2 separate regions of the Mus musculus genome follow, and region 2 is linked to region 1. A link is a contact called in public HiChIP or PLAC-seq data. All regions are on one chromosome and are shown on one strand. Each heading gives the region's core, a stretch centred on a gene start, on an enhancer-like site or on the middle of the called end of the contact. The rest is flanking DNA. Distances are from core to core; before and after follow the strand shown.

Region 1 (3,456 bases), core at 777-3,276:
AAAGGACTGAGTGAATAACTGTGAGGTGACAAACACCGTAACTAAAATGTAACAATTAGTGGAAGGAATCCATTCAGAAGAAGCTCAATGGAATTGTCAGCAACAGCTGTGGACGTTCTGGATATAATCAGGCAACAAATGATCCCTGACTTAAATCTCCTACCTCTGCAATAGCCAACTCAAAATTCATCATGAATTTAATTTATGGACTTAAAATGCAAAACCATATAGATTTAAAAAAAAATCCAATCTTGCCCAAGATGTGAGTGAATATTTGAGCAGACAGAATACATGGAAGATGCCATAACGGTGAAGACAGCCCTACTTGATCAGCTAAGGATGCAAGTTAAAACTCATGATGTCAACACATACCCATTAGAATGGTTGTGTTTGCTTTAAAAGCTGAACAAACAAAAACAGTGAGGGCACCAAGTACAGACAGCGATGAGGAGACACTAGGCTGTGGCCTCACAATGTTCAGACTCTCTGGAAAGCAATCTCACAATTTCTAAATTGCAATCATACAGCTGCCATATGTACTAGCAATCCTAGGTGCTCATTCCAGAGAACTTAACTCTCATTCATATGAGAAATGGTCTATAGTATCTTCCCTGTTAAGAGCTTAAAACTGAAGGCTGAAGGTCTTCAGTGCATGGGTGTATAAACAGAATATGGCACATATAAATCATGGAATACTATTCAGCAATAAAAAGGCAAAATTTCCTGGATGGATTTGCAGAAAATTATACTGATGGAAAGGACTCTCAGTAGGTTATATTCTGTGTGGCTGATGTCTTATTACCATTTCAAAATTATAAAATTAGACAATTATAAATTTGAGTGATTTCAAGAGACTAGGGAAGGGTTTTCAATAGAAGAACTAGGTGTGGCTGCAAACTGACCACTTGAAGGATTCCGCATCATGGAAAAATTCTCCAATTTGTCTCCATGGCAACTTCTGGGCTGTTATGTCAGTCTATGTAGTTTGGAAAGTTGTTACTGTTAGCATTTTATCTAGGCTCCGCCCCATAGTTACCTGGCAACAGCCAGGTGTGCCTGACTCACTATAAAAGGGGCTGCTTGCCCCCTCCTTTCTCTCTCTTGCCTTCTTGCTTCTGCTCTGTCCTCTTGTCCCTTACCCTCTTTCTCCCCATTCCCTTCCCCCTCTCTCTCCATGTGCTCATGGCCAATCTCTACTCCTCTCTTTCTCCTCTTCCTCCTCCTCCTCCTCCCCTCCTCCTCTTCCTTCTCCTCCTCCTTCCTCTCTTCTCTCTCTCTCTCTCTCTCTCTCTCTCTCTCTCTCTCTCTCTCTCTGCCTTTCTCTGCCTCTACAACCCTCGCAACTCCCCTCCTTATGCCCTAAATAAACTCTATTTTATACAAAACAACAAAAAGAGTATGTATCTTTAATTAACGAACTTAAAATATGACATTGGCCTTTTGCAAATTTGACTGAAAACTCCCACTCCAAAGAAGGAGGGGGGAGAGACAGAGAGAGAGACAGAGAGAGACAGAGACACAGAGAGATCTACTTTCTGAGTAACACAGTTCAAACCGTAATTGTTCAGATTCCCTTCTGATAATTGCTTTAATTACACACCTATTTCCCTCCAGCATCCCCACAGATCTTGAAAACCTGAATCGCTCTTGTGCTCATCATACAAAACATCTATCCAGCTTGCACACCTTACTCTTCTGATTATGATGTAGTCTTGAGGGGCTGTGAACAGAAATGATGGTGTGACAAGTGAAAATAGAAATTTCCAACATGGCAAACAATACAGTCTGCAAAGTGTCAGGCTGAAACGCTGCAACTGGGACTAAATGCAGGCACAGTGTCTGTGCTGGGCAGTCAGGACTGGCAGGCTTTACTGAGCTGACCAAGAGGCCCCCTGACAGGAGCCAATCAGTGTCCCACCCAGCCGTTGCCATGGCTGCTCTATGTACAGAGGCCGCTTTCACCTGAGGCGTTGCCATGGCCACACTGTCTGTTAGGGCCGCAAATGCGCAAATGCGCAAATGCGCAGAGCCAAGCTGGCTGCACCAAGCTCCCTCAGCCTGGGGCTCCGGAGCCGGAGCGTCCTGGCACTCTGCTCCAGATGACACTCTAAGATCTAATATTATTAACACCCATCATGAACAGAAAGAAGCTGCAGAAGTTGACGGACACCTTAACTAAAAATTGCAAGCACTGTAAGTAAGAACTGAATGCAAGAGTTCCTATGACTTCTGGGCCAGATCTCTTTCTACCCAGTCTCTACTTCCTGCTTCCACCAGTAATGGCCCCTCCACGCTCCTCCTCAAGAGGATCGGAAAGAGAATCCCTTTGTGGAGTTCCAACTCCTTGGGAGGCATCCATCCTACCCTTTTATAACTGGGACAAGTTCCAAGCTGCCCGAGCTCCCTCATAGACATTCACTAAATTCAAAGATCTCTTTATTTGCTTTTAAGTTAGAGAAGCAATATGGTGTGTATCTGGGAGGCATGTGGCTTCAGCTTTAGACAGGTTGAAAAGGATGCCCCAGAAAAACACCAGAATCAAGAAAGCAGCAGAGCCTTTACTTACTTTCTGGCTCTTTCTAGAGAGGAAAAAACAAAAACAACAAAAGAAAACAAAACGCTCTGAGGTCTAAGCTCTGGAAGTGTGATAAGAGATCCATAAAGAAAACAGTCGTGCATGCATCCTGAACACTTTTAAGAAAGAGACTTGCGGTGGTACAGACACTGTCTTCCGTAGAGGCATTTCATTGAAAAGTATATTGCTCAGCAAATCTAAGACGGTAAAGAATCTGTTCCCAGTTTTAGATGCTCAATTTCCAATTCCCAATCAGGTCCATAGGTAAAGGAGATCTTGCAGGTGACCACACATGAGAGCATTGTACTCAGACAGAAAAACAGCTGTTCTTGAGCTGAGAAGCAGTGTGTGGATCATTGAGATGAGGGCAGTATTGTTTGATGTGTGAATTTAGAAGCTATGTGATGGTCGAAGAGATACTGGTCACAATGAAAATGGAGAGGTCACATCTTCAAACCAGCTCCATTGTGTGAAGGTGTGGATGTGAACTTCTAATGTAGCTCTGGAGGTTTCTGGCCTAGCACCTTTATATCATTTGTATCTGATACAATGTGTGAGAATTGATGTCACGGGGGTAGTGCCCCAACTGAAAACTATGATATACTATTATACTGTGAGCATCTTAAAATTCTCAGAAAATGGCAGTCATTTAAGGTGTTTATAAATTTGATAAGAAATTGTGTTCTTTTGTGGTTTTCCTGAAATGCTTCCATTTCTGGGAGAATATATGCTATTTTGAAAATGAGTAAAAACATTTCCAATGAATACTCACAACATTAATAACTGGCACACACAATGTTTATTTGATTAAGTCTGCTTCATAAGTACACAATTCTTCACTAACAGTGACAACAACTCAAAAATAATGAAGTAAGGGTGTT
Region 2 (3,154 bases), core at 624-3,123, 200 kb before region 1:
TTTTCCTCTGCTGTGCCCAAGCAGAGCTTCTGTTTAACATGATTTATGTCATCAGCCGGTGGACTTCCTCCTGCGGCCAGTGGGACACATCTCACATAGATAAGGCATGAATCAGATCAGTTGAGCTCAATACTGGCTAGCACAATCTGGAACACACAGGTTACTTGACTGCAGTCTGTAATTTAACACAACCCCTGGGTCCTTGGACACAAAGGGGCTGGTTTCCCTGTTTCAAATTCACTGGTTCTTTAAAAGCACAATGAATCGTTAATGATTTTTTAAATTGCAACAACTCACTTTAGCAGGTTATCTTCTGGCGTTCCCTGTTGTCATGTGTGGCTTTGTGCCCTCTTTCAATACTAGATAAAAAACAAACGGTGTGTTTTACTGGAAATTAGGTGGAAGGGGCAAGATTTCTTGCCCTATAGAGCAGGTGTCTAAATCTGAGCAAACCCACTAGAAATAGGTCAACTCAGACTCCAGCTCTGATCCATACTCATGGTAGCTTAGAAAGAAATCTAATACATTTTCTTGTTTTCTTGTCACCTGCAGATTCAGTTCCCTTAGTTTAAGGATTCATATAAATATCTTTCTGTATTTGACATTGAAATCAGTGACTATTGTAAAGAGAAAGAGGAATCATTGAAATTAACCCAGGAAGTCTGCGGGTTTCCCCCTCCCCCGCTCACACGCCCGTTTTCTCATCCCCAGATTAAGAAGTTATGCTGCTTGACAATGCACTTTTCTCTTGCAAGTCTCAACATCGCTGGTGGTATTCTGTTTCCGCTGTTTTCTTCCAGCACCTGTTACGAAAAAAAAGTTAGTTGTCTTGGGGTGGGGAGGTGGGGGAATTGGATTCTGCAATTTTGTTGGGAAGAGTCAGGGTAACATTGAAATAAACAGAGTTGCCTGTGGGCACAGTGAAAACTGCACTTTTAAAATGAATCACTTCGGAGTATTTTTACACCTACCCCTATGTGCAAATGCAAGTGAAGTGACCGGCTGGCTACTGGACTACCTAAACTGCCAGTCAAAGAACTTGGCAAAAGAATCCTTTACCCCATCTTTTAATGCAAACCAGGGATGTGGCGTGAGGAAGGGGGAGGCTTTTGAAGACTAAAGAAAACACCACTAAGTAACGGCAGACACTAAGAATTGTCAGTAGAGATTCATATTTTTTTTTCTTTCTCTAAAATACCATGCGCTACAAAGGGAGGAAGTCTTGTCACATGTCTTCATCAGAACTTTCCATACTTCTTCCAGAGTTTGCCTATTGTCGGAGTCTGCACCAGCCTTCCCTTTTATCTTTACACTCTTCCAGTTCCTGGGGTAGGCTGTAAGGCTTTACTTTCAAGTGTCTAACGCAGCGATCAGCAAGTTAACTTTCTGGCACGCCGCCCTAGACCTGCTGTGGCAGCTGCGGGGAGCCTTTACCTTCCTTTCCCAAAAGCCAGAGCCTACAGCTGCTTGTGTGCAATAACCCCCCTCCAGACGCAACTTCCAAATATAGACTCTCTGGCCACTAGGGGCTGCGCGGTCCCAGTCCGGAGGGCCGCCCTTCCTTCCCGCCCTCGCCTTGCCAGGCACTGCCCACATCTGGAAGCCAAGTCGCCGTAGGTCACCTAGCGGAAACACGTTTCCCCAGTGCTCAAGAACCGAGATTTCCTTTCTTGAAAACATTTAATGTATTTTGAGCCTCCACTGAAATGCCATGAGCAGCCCATTTTGAACCAGAAAAATTTAGTCTGACAACAGAGTCTTCCTCTATTCACAGCTGTTCCAGAAGGAGGAGCTGAAATCTGAACCTCTTGGCTGTGATTGGTTACTTCTAGAAAAAGCAACGGAGAAGGCGCCTCCCCGCCCAGAGGAGCTCAGTCGGGCAGGGAGCCGGGTGACTTCAGAGGCGCCTGCCTGTCCCCCGCCGCACCTGAGCCACCGCGATGCTATAGGACCGCCGCCTGGACCGTTATCCGCCCGCGCCCGCCCGCAGCCACCATGCCGCGCTCCTTCCTGGTCAAGAAACATTTCAACGCCTCCAAGAAGCCCAACTACAGCGAACTGGACACACACACAGGTAAAAATCGCCTCTGTAAATCTGTGCGCGAGTAAACCGCGGTTCTATTGCTTGACTCAGAGAACACACCGGGCCGCTTTCCTTTTAATGCTGTGCCAAAACTGTCCTTGCAGTCTCTTGATTACTTAGGTTAAGTTTTAATTCAAAACCTTTGAGATCTTTGCTGACAAGGAAAGCTTCCTTCCGGTCGGGCAGTATAGTTCTCTGAGCCTGTGTGTACGCAAAAGGAGTGCACGGACGTGATCGCACCCTTCCCCTCGCCTGAGCAGCAATCTCCTGAAGCCAAGCACTTGGGAAAGCAGCTGGATTCGTGCATGCCATTACCCGCCACAGGCACGGTACAGCTAGAACAGCCCACGCATAAAATGAAAAGCAACTTTATAAAAAGTTTTAATATAGTGTCTAGTTCTTCGTTCTAAATTGGGACAGCAAGGCTAGTCCAGAATGAAGGTTAGTCAGGGCAACTGTCAGCCTGCACGAGGACAGTAAGCCCAGGTGAAGGGAAGACTTTATGTGTGTCCTGTGAGTAAGGCTGTCTTCACTAGAGAGTCTCCTATGGAGTCTCCTGCATGTTGTTATGGTCTCTCTCAGACTGTGTACATATATTTTAAAAATATTTTGCCTTAATTTTTTCTTTCCTTCCTTTTCTTTCTTCCAGTTATTATTTCCCCATATCTCTATGAAAGTTACCCTATACCTGTCATACCAAAACCAGAGATCCTCACCTCGGGAGCATACAGCCCTATTACTGTATGGACATCGTCGGCAGCTCCACTCCACTCTCCTTTACCCAGTGGCCTTTCTCCTCTTACTGGATACTCCTCATCCTTGGGGCGTGTAAGTCCCCCGCCTTCCTCTGACACTTCATCCAAGGATCACAGTGGTTCAGAAAGTCCCATTAGTGACGAAGAGGAGAGACTGCAGCCCAAGCTTTCAGACCCCCATGCCATCGAAGCTGAGAAGTTTCAGTGCAATTTATGCAATAAGACCTATTCTACGTTCTCTGGGCTGGCCAAACACAAGCAGCTGCACTGTGATGCCCAGTCTAGGAAATCGTTCAGCTGCAAGTACTGTGACAAG

The links. HiChIP or PLAC-seq counts read pairs in DNA pulled down with a chosen protein or histone mark.
Region 2: a contact with region 1 is called in an H3K4me3 HiChIP or PLAC-seq map of embryonic limb bud, with 5 times the contacts expected there. The contact joins the promoter of Snai2 here to the promoter of Efcab1 in region 1. A contact is called at or near these places in 17 of 39 promoter capture datasets (the 3T3-L1 cell line, 3T3-L1-derived adipocytes, cranial neural crest and 9 more), 1 of 15 datasets of contacts at CTCF or cohesin (the NIH/3T3 cell line), 12 of 484 Hi-C or Micro-C datasets (the 3T3-L1 cell line, 3T3-L1-derived adipocytes, embryonic stem cells and 3 more), 8 of 115 datasets of contacts at active chromatin or transcription factors (craniofacial prominence, embryonic limb bud, embryonic stem cells and 4 more) and 4 of 9 other capture datasets (adipose tissue, embryonic stem cells, liver and 1 more).

What each region holds. Positions count from the first base shown.
Region 1 is chr16:14,904,620-14,908,075 of GRCm38.p6, forward strand. Efcab1 (EF-hand calcium binding domain 1) reads left to right here and starts at 2,027. Exons shown (of 6, transcript NM_025769.3): 1 at 2,027-2,193. The coding sequence starts at 2,136. The region is part of intron 2 of Gm33696 (a long non-coding RNA gene); the gene reads right to left.
Region 2 is chr16:14,703,979-14,707,132 of GRCm38.p6, forward strand. It overlaps Snai2 (snail family zinc finger 2), which reads left to right and starts at 1,874. Exons shown (of 3, transcript NM_011415.3): 1 at 1,874-2,074; 2 at 2,733-3,154. The coding sequence starts at 1,996.